Regions from separate parts of the Mus musculus genome. Here all the other regions are linked to region 1. Evidence: chromatin contacts called from public promoter capture Hi-C data. All regions are on one chromosome and are shown on one strand. Each heading gives the region's core, a stretch centred on a gene start, on an enhancer-like site or on the middle of the called end of the contact. The rest is flanking DNA. Distances are from core to core; before and after follow the strand shown. Region 1 holds the start of Tmem25 (transmembrane protein 25). Region 2 holds the start of Hinfp (histone H4 transcription factor). Region 3 holds the start of Scn2b (sodium channel, voltage-gated, type II, beta).

Region 1 (3,096 bases), core at 230-2,729:
AGAAGCAAGAAGATCAGAAGCTCAAAGTCACCCCTGGAAAAAGTCTCAAAGCATAAAAATAAAAAGAGTAGAGAGCCAGACAAAGGTCTAAATTTGCATCCTGGACCTACTTCTTAATTGTTGGGCAATTAAATCTCAAAATGTTGGGCAGCTGCTTAACTTGTGCCTCAATTTCTCATTTGTAAAATAGGGATGAAAATAGAAATTCTCTCATATCGTGTTTATGAATGTCCTGTTAAAGCTAAATGTGTCATGCGTATGAGTAATCTCAGCACTCTAGAGGCCGAGGCAGGGGATTGGCAAGTTTGAGTCCAGCCTAGGCAATGTAGTAAGACTGTCTCAGGGATACTTACATTGCACATTGAGGATGACAGAGGCATTGGCTGGCCGGCCACTCCCTGGGTCCTGCAGGGAGCAGTTAAGCTCATGTTGGGAGCGCTGGGCAGTAACAGTGAAAGTGCTGGTTCCTCCAGAGAAGGCGTCCCCACCCACACTCAGCAGTCGGGAGGTGGTGGCCTCCTGTAGCTGTCCATCCAGGTACCAGGCTAATCGGGGAGTGGCAGAACCTCCTGCAACCCGACAGGTGAAGGCATGGTGCTCATTCTCCCTAAGCGCTCTCTCAGCCCAGGTCTGACCATCAATTTGCGGCGCCAGCTCCCCTTGACCTGGAACACAGCAGGCAGCCGCTGGGAGGCACTTGGAGAGACCACAGTGAGGTTCAGTTACAGAGAGGCAGCAGGCCAAGAGACAGGGCAGCTGGTTTCTCTGACCAGGATCTGCATAGACTTATGGTAGGGAAGTAGGGATAGGGGAACCCAGCCCTGGAGACTGGAGTGGGTATCGTGAGAGGAGATGCAAGCAAGGAGGGTTTGGCCAAAGGATGAACTGGGGTATACCTGAACTTAAGAGGGCAGGAAGGAGCAGCAGTGTGTGCCGGAGGGTAGCTTGGCTTAGAGGCAATTCCATGGTGATCAGGGACCGGCCTCCAGGCTGCTGAGAGAAGAGTACCAGCCATGTAGGCCTAACAATTCCTGCAATAATTTACCATGCACTGATGTAGACTGGCCCACAGTGGCCAAGACACCGGCACAAATAGACACAATCAGCAAGACCCAAAGGAAGAGACCCTATGGCAACACTTCGTCTCTGTGCGGGCATAGAGGCCAGCACTGACAGTAGATGACCACAGACAGACAGACAGACAGACAGACATGCACAGGCGCCCTTCCCCTTCCCCCCCAAACGATCGTCCTTCTCTTGACCCGGTTCACTCCTCGCTGGCCTTGGCTCTCCCTCCCATATCTCGCCATGCACCGCTTTTCCAATCTCGGCTGCTCAGGTGGACTTGGGCCTAGCAAGAGAGCGTCGCGGATCCGAGGGTCGCTGGAGCATCCTGCTTTCGGGTCAGCTCACCTGGCTCCCTCCCAGAGTGAGCCCCAGCAATTGCTCAAGAAGGCTGAGCACCGCAGTCCGCTGCAAGGGCGGGGCCCGCGCCAGGCAGGACCAATCGCTGCCCGAGCAAGGGCAGGTGGCCGTTCCAGCCCCGCCCTGTCCCGCCTCCTCCCTACCCCCGCCAAGGCCTCCACCGTGAGGCTGGTTAGTAAGCAGGCGGACACAGAGCAGACGCAGTCCGAGAGTCCCGGAAGTTTTATTGGGTCCTGGTTGGGTCAGGGTCCCCCTCTCCATCATTCGGCCGGCCACGCTCAGCGCCCGTTGCTGGGCGCGCGCAGCTGCCCCATCATGTCGGCCAGCATGCGGTTGCACAGCGCGGCGTACGGGTTGAGCAGCACTAGCTGGCGCCGTGCGAACGGGCTGCCCAGTCGCGCAGCCTTCTCGAAGTCCCTGCGGGCGTCGTCGTCCCGGCCCTGAAATCTCGCCAGTAGCCCGCTCTGCACGAAGCTCTGGCGGGCGGCGCGACCCCGGCCGCCGCTCAATGTCACCGCGCGCTCCAAGTCCTCCAGGGCGCCTGCGGGCGGACAGGGAGAGGGCGGCGCAGGTCAGCCGGGTGTGGGCAACCGAGCCCCCGCCCACCTGCCGAGCAGAGCAGCCCATCCCCTCCTTCGTGCAGCAGACTTTTGAACCACGAGGGATTATTTCTAACCCGAGATGAAGGGTTGCTACAATTGGCTTGTGGGCCGCCCACGGGCAGAGCTGAGATCAAAGTCCAAGGCTCTCCTTGGCCTTGTTCCTGGTATGTCCTAACATTAATGCACCCAAACGTGAATGTTTTCTAGAGGATCTGGCCACTGTGTTAGTGAATCCATCAATTATCAAATAGTCGTAGTTCACACAAGTGGAGCCTAGCACCTACTGTGTGTTTGGTGGCCCACTTTGAACCCTAGAGTTCAAGAAATCTCATTAGCTAACAGAACTGTTTCCTCTTTTCCAATGCAGACTACGAAAGCGGCACGTTCCCCATTTTTCTCCTTCATTATCTCCACGGTCTTCATTACTCTGTATCTTATTTCATTGGAAGAAGGTCGTGGAGCCAGAGCTGGCTGCACTGTTTTATTTTCGTGATTCTCAGAGGAACGTACTTGGATTGAGTTTCAGAACTCATCCCGGAACCTCAGGCAGCCAGCTTAGGGTTTCTGTTAGGTCCACGGGCTGCTTTCTTTGGACCCTGCCTCTATTCATAGTCTCCAGTTTCCTAAAGAGGCTGCCAGGGCCCTTGCATTGCTCAGCACCATCGTGGAGAAAGGCTGAGTTTCCCTCAGAGGTCCAGGTTGGGACTGCAGACTGAGCAGCTCTGGGACCAGCTCAGTTTCCCTCTTCACAGCTAGTCTGCAGGAATCCAAGCCTCTACAAGTGGAGTTACCTCTGCATCTCCAGGCTTTCCATCTGTAGGTTGTCAACAACAACCTATGGCAGACAAGCCTCCTGTCATTAGGATGAGGTCCAAATTCTCCAGTTTAGGTTCTAGGAACACCCCACCAGCTAGTCTTACCTATGGCCTGGTCTCCAACTCCTAGTCCTATTCCCTCTATCCTATGATCCCCATTCCAGCTACAGAAACTGAATACACCAGGTTTGATCCAGATACCTTCCCTGCCCAGGCCAAATCCCTGAGTGACAACCACCTTCTCATCTGACACT
Region 2 (3,096 bases), core at 330-2,829, 490 kb before region 1:
ACTGAGCCACCTCTAGCCTCATATTAAGCATTTTATTTGCATCATGTTATTAGTAACACTATGAGGCAGGCATCATTTAAACCTCATTTATAGATAAGCTGAAGCTGAGCCCAAAGTTCATATTCTTATTTCATATAGCCTACATGACCCTGAAGCATTCTACTCCTTACTGGATTACGTTAAATTTTCCGTCAGGCATTCAATACCATAATTTGTCTTTGCTTTGCCCACACAATACTAGATCCCACTACTCCTTTAACGTTAAAATGTAGATTCCATTTGACTGAAGGAGCCCTGTTTACACTCCAGTGTCTATACTTTACTAAACATTTTTAAGAATATAATAAGCTGGGCGTGGTGGTGCACGCCTTTAATCCCAGCACTCGGGAGGCAGAGGCAGGCGGATTTCTGAGTTTAAGGCTAGCCTGGTCTACAAAGTGAGTTCCAGGACAGCCAGGGCTACACAGACAAACCCTGTCTCTAAAAACAAAACAAAACAAAAGTATATAATAAGTATGTAGTTTAAAAGAACGAGAACAAAGTGAAAGGTTGATGCAAAATTTCTAGGAGGGACATTAAAGGGACAATTCTGCAGAAGTGAGATGGCTCAGTGGGGGAAAGCAGCTCTTGTCACACTAGCCTGACAACCTGAATATGACCCCAGGAACCCCACCACCACCATTCACTCACATATGCTCACACCACTAATCAAGTGGTGGGGAACAGGGTGGCGTTGCCAGTCTTTGAGACAGGATCTCTTGAGAATTTCAGGACAGCCAGAGCCACAAAGTTAAGATGGTCTCACAAAAAAGAAAGCCACCACGGACATCACATTATGTCTAAGGGTGTATCTGTCTGAAGAGGAAGTCAGAAGGATGGAGAAGGAAAATAAAACGAAACTCCTTAGTTTTGTGATCTTAAATTACTTAAGCCATATGGGCCTAATGCACTACTGAGGCTCACTAAGGGTTTGCTACATCTAGCCTTGTTTCTGAGTGTTAATTAGGGGATGGAGAAGCATCCAACCCCCCCAGGATCCTTACCTGACATTTCATCACTAGTCAAAGTACAAAACCATCCCATCAACAATTATCAGGAGAGTATATACTCTATCGCCAGGCACCAATGAACTCTGAGCCACAATCCAGAAGAAAGGCCCAGGTCCTAAACAAGGACTCACAGACCAGGATCTGACGGCTGAACCCCGCAACCAATCCAAGGCGCAGGACCAGGGAGATCGGGACACGAAAAGGCCGGTGGGCAGCCTCGCCTGGGCGCTGAGGCCGGAGGATAGGTAGCTAGAACTCAGAGGAAGTAGCCCATCCGGGAGAGCTTCCCGGGATCCCCGGCGTCAAGCGTGGTGCCGAGGGAGTCCAGCCGCAGAGACCCCCTAGCCCGAGGGCGCGGAGGCTAAGGGCCGGCACGGACGCCACACCGAGCGGCTCCAGGAAGCCCGGCCTTCCGCAGGCTCCGGAGAGAGCCGCTTTAGCCGCCAAGGTACGGGAGCCGCAAGCCTCCACTCACCTGCCAGCGCCGCTGGTTTGCCCAGCGCCCCACCCACCTCACACCATCTACCCCGAGGCGTTTGAGCGACGACCAGCGACAGCCAATCGCCGCTCTCGAGTCGACCGACAGCCAATGGCCGCTGCGTCTGTCAGAGCCCGTGCGCACCAAAACACGGAAGAGGCGGGAATCGTCCCGGAGAGGGCTCCGAGTCCCAAGGGGGAGAGTGAGGGACGACCGGATGTGGCTGAAGTTCGCGTCACCTTCAAAAGTGGGTTGGGCCTGCTCCCGACTGTGCGCAGGCGGGAAGCTTTGAGGCTTGAATTCCCACTACTGCGCAAACTCGCGCCGACCACCCACTGGGCATGCGCCTAGTTTGGCCGGCCTTGTCTGTCATCTTCCTCACGGTGTTTGTAGTTCGGTTAGTTGTCTAGGTAGTTCGCCTACACTGGGGCACCACCTTCATCTTTGATTTTCTTAAGTCTTCTCTGTTTTATGTACCGTACCCCAGGTTGACCTTGGACTCACAGAGACCCACCTGCCTAAGTGCGCCACCTCACCAAGTTTAAGGGATACTGGGGGATTCATTCAAGGGTTTCTGCTTGCTAGACAAATGCTCTACCAACAGACACACACACACCAGCCCCGGAGTCTACTTTTTTTTTTTTTCTTTTTTCTTTTTTTTTTTTTTTTTTTGGTTTTTTCGAGACAGGGTTTCTCTGTGTAGCCCTGGCTGTCCTGGAACTCAGAAATCTGCCTGCCTCTGCCTCCCAAGTGCTGGGATTAAAGGCGTGCACCACCACGCCCGGCCGAAGTCTACTTTCTTTAACACGTGATCATCCATATTCCTCTATCTTCACTTCCATTCTGTTCGACGAATGACACCCATTCCAGAACTCCACACTCATTTAACATGCCCCAGTGCTTAATTTCTCTACAAGACATCCTTCACAGAGCCCAGCAAAGTGATCTTTAACAAAACCAGACTCGATCAAGTCAGAATTCTGTGTAAAATATTCAAAGGCGTTCTGTTGCCTTCAGTACAATGGCCCCAAACCAAATGGAGAATTTCCAAACGCCAGCATCTGGGTGCTGCCTACCTCAAATCCTATCTTGCGTCTTGGACCTCATTTCCTGCACCTCAGACACAAATTTCAGTTTCCCCACCACACTGTGCCTCCTTTTACTTCCCATGTGTCCACTTGTTTTCCCCTGAAAGTCTCCCCTTCCCACTTCCCATTACGTAACTAGCCATTCTTGTGTTTTCAATGGAGACGGTCCTTTGCCTGAGAATTGACTCTTCTTATTATGATATATTGTATTTGTGCTTACTACTGTGCAGTCTACACTACCCAGTGAGAAAGACCAGTTGCGCCTATTTCTTCGTTTTTATAAACCAGTCACAGTCACACAATCCAGTGAAGGAAATTCAGAATTTAAAATTGCCATGCTCAAGCCAGGCGTGGTAGTGCATGCCTTTAATCCCAGCACTCGAGGGGCAGAGGCAGTCGGATTTCTGAGTTCGAGGCCAGCCTGGTCTATAAAGTGAGTTCCAGGACAGCCAGGGCTACACAGAGAAACCCTGTCTCGAAA
Region 3 (3,096 bases), core at 434-2,933, 320 kb after region 1:
GAGACCAAGCTGGACTTCCAAATACATTCATTCATCCGGTCAGCAGCATCCCCGGGTGGTCAATTACCTCCCGGTTAGTGAATTTCAAGTCTCAACCAGGCGCTGTGCAGAATTCTCAGCTCTTCCCTGTGTGGAAGGCTCAGTCACAGCCATGTGGAATAAGGGGAGTGGGGTTGGGGGGAGGTCAGCCTCTTCCAAAGAGCTGGGTTTGAATCCTGGCTCTGATCTATCACCTGTACATTGGACCTAACGTTAAGATCAAATTGTGATTCCTCACTGTGGACAGATAAATGTGCACAGCTAAATAAATGATTGCTGTTTAAGGACCTGTGATACGCTTGGCTCTGTTCTCCTCTTTGCTTAGGGCCACTTCTCTCCTAACTTCTACTTGTGACAACCTGTATTCTCCCCTCCTTCGAAATAACAAGTTTCAAACATACACCAAAGCCAAGGGAAGTGTGCCCCAGGCACCACCAATCATCTGGGACCATCAGCTACATTACCCACGGGTGTTAAAAACACAGACACTATCTTTATGATACCCGGCAGCATTAGACGTTATTTGTTGACATAATCAACGTCCAGTTTACATTCGCTCCCTGCTCCCCTTGTCTCAAAACCTGTTCCTTTCCTTGTTGATTTGTTTGAATCCGGGTCCCTCAGAGGTCCATGCTCTATTCTCTTGTAAAAGTCTCTTAGGCATTTGTGCATCAGCCTTCTCTGACAAGTTCTGTATTCTGCGGAAATGCTAGAGCAATGAGGAAGTCATTACTTTCCAAGAGCCTCCTGCCCACTTCGCTGAACCCAAACAACAAAAGGCAACTCTTTCCTGGGTGTTTACATCTATGTACGTACGTATGTACGTACGTACGTATGTATGATCTATCTATTCTCTTGCCCCTCCCCGTGTGTGTGTGTGTGTGTGTGTGTGTGTGTGTTGGGGAGAGACAGAGAGAGACAGACAGACAAACAGAGAGACAGAGAGAGAGCATGTAGCATGAGTATACAGGTGCCACTAATGTGTTGAGGTTAGACCATAACTTGCAGGGATCAGTTCTCTCCTTCTGCTGGGTGACCAGGTGTGTTCCCGGGGATCAAACTCAGGTCATCATGCTTGGCAGTGGCCACAAGCACTTTCCCCAGGGAATCAACTCACAGGCCTTTGGGGCGTATTCATATGATAAAAAGGACTTCCTTACAGCCCTTTGATAAAAACAGATGGCTCTAACAGTCTTTCTCTTTTTCCTTTTTTCTTTCTCTCCCTCCTTCCCTCCCTCTCTCCTTCTCTCCCCTCCTTCCTCCCCTCTCTTGCAAGGGTCTTGCTTTGGAGCCTAGGCTAGCTTTGGACTGCTATGAGTTCAAGGCAGTCCTGTCTCTGTTTCCCTAGTGCTAGGATTGCAGGCACGTGCCACCTCACCTAGAATTCTCTAACAATTTTCAAAGTCTAAAAATCATTTCAAATGCAGTAGGAAGGCAAAATTTGATTGAGCTCTGAGTTTAGAGGCTAAATTTTCTGGCAACTTAATTTCTTCCAGGAATATCTTTTTTATGCCCTCCCACCTGCTTTCTGAAATCCACCAACCACAATATTTACTCCATCCCCTTTTTTTTCTTCCTTTCCCTTATACACCACCCCCCTCTCTTTTTAGCAGCCACATACAAGTCGGCCATATTAGAGAGATGGAAATAAAGCTTCCTCAATGTTGCATATGTCTTTGAAGTACATCCGTGCATTTTCTTTTTTAGCATTTAACCATTCCTACCTTGTGGTCCTTGGTCCCTCAATCACCCTTTCCCACAGCCCACCCGCCTAACGTCACAGTCTCTGAAAATGCACAGGGATGCCTGGCTACCTCGCCCTGCCTTCAGTCTCACGGGGCTCAGTCTGTTTTTCTCTTTGGGTAAGTTAGAACCACATCTGCATGCTCCTAAGGGTCAGAAGTGCAGCTGCAGCGGAAAGAGGAGGGGGCGGGGGAGGGGGCAAGAGGGAAGGAGTGTGAGCCGCTTCCCTCTGTGTCCTTGGGAAGGGGCGTGCTGGGGATCTGGGACAGCTGGGACTGCCGGATGCTGGGCTTCTCCTTCCCAGAAATGTTGACTAGAGGGTGAGTGTTGCTCGGGGATGAAAATGGTCAAATTTATCAAGAGGTGGTTCATCCTGTAGATTTCCCTGAAGTGGACCCATGTGGGGGTGGGGCAGAGCTAGGCTGCTCTGCGGTCTCTTCAGGGATTTTTCTCTTCACCACCACCACCACCACCACCACCACCACCACCACCACCACCACCACCATCATCATCATGTTTTCATTTTCAGTTACTTCCCAAGAGATCTCATAGGAGTTGCTGGCTTCTTTAAAAGTCTCATTTGTGAGCCCGTTCCCTGGGATCTGGTGGATTTAAAGGAGATCGCGTTCTCGAGAGTTGGGGGCAGAGAGTTGAGCCTATCCCACCAATTTGTTGGGATGCGTGTGGGAGGAGGTGGGTATCAGGCTTAAGGACCAGCTCCGGGTTGGCAGGAGAGGCACCAGAGTAGCTGCTACCGAGGCAGGCACCCCTGGTGTGAACCAGATGGAATGGATGAGGTCAGGTGCCCAGGATCCTGGGAAAAGGAGCAAACTGTAAGTGGAACCTAGGGAGAGTTCCTTTAAAACCAGTCTCCGTGGTCCAGCCCAACCTTGCAGACCACCCTGTCGTAAGGTCCCAAAGCCAATTTCATAGCTGAACACCTAGAGACCTCGTACTAGGCAGGTATGTTAGGAGGCTATTTGTAGGCCTGCTTCCCGACTCTACCCCACCCCACAACCCATAAGGTCTCACTTTGTAGTCTTGGCTGATCTCGAACTTTCAGTGATTCTCCTGTCTCTTTCTCTTCCTGGGTGATGGGATTACAGACAAGTGCCACCATGCTGGGCTCTAAACCTGCCTTGTGGACAGTTTTACTCTCACTCTTAAAATTCTCTCTGTAGTGCCTGAGGGTCAAGTTTAAGGATCTTAGGTGAGATTAGGTCCCACTATAAGCTCTCTCAATCTGTCTGTCTCTCTGTTGTCTCTCTTTCTGTCTCTATGCTGGTCTCTGTCTCTCTGTCCCACCTTCTGTGT

The links. Promoter capture Hi-C pulls out the DNA fragments that hold promoters and counts their contacts.
Region 2: a promoter capture Hi-C map of neural stem cells shows a contact between it and region 1. The contact joins the promoter of Hinfp here to the promoter of Tmem25 in region 1. A contact is called at or near these places in 3 of 39 promoter capture datasets (cranial neural crest, liver and neural stem cells) and 1 of 9 other capture datasets (liver).
Region 3: a contact with region 1 is called in a promoter capture Hi-C map of pre-B cells, with 2.6 times the contacts expected there. The contact joins the promoter of Scn2b here to the promoter of Tmem25 in region 1. A contact is called at or near these places in 6 of 39 promoter capture datasets (the 3T3-L1 cell line, embryonic stem cells, hippocampal neurons and 2 more), 1 of 115 datasets of contacts at active chromatin or transcription factors (bone marrow-derived macrophages) and 1 of 9 other capture datasets (embryonic stem cells).

The regions. Positions count from the first base shown.
Region 1 is chr9:44,797,768-44,800,863 of GRCm38.p6, forward strand. It overlaps Tmem25 (transmembrane protein 25), which reads right to left and starts at 1,480. Exons shown (of 8, transcript NM_001357385.1): 1 at 897-1,480; 2 at 354-665. The coding sequence starts at 966. It overlaps Ttc36 (tetratricopeptide repeat domain 36), which reads right to left. Exons shown (of 3, transcript NM_138951.1): 3 at 1,633-1,966. The coding sequence ends at 1,704.
Region 2 is chr9:44,304,092-44,307,187 of GRCm38.p6, forward strand. It overlaps Hinfp (histone H4 transcription factor), which reads right to left and starts at 1,580. Exons shown (of 10, transcript NM_172162.3): 1 at 1,525-1,580.
Region 3 is chr9:45,116,193-45,119,288 of GRCm38.p6, forward strand. Scn2b (sodium channel, voltage-gated, type II, beta) reads left to right here and starts at 1,684. Exons shown (of 4, transcript NM_001014761.2): 1 at 1,684-1,901. The coding sequence starts at 1,832. The region is part of intron 1 of Gm10684 (predicted gene 10684); the gene reads right to left.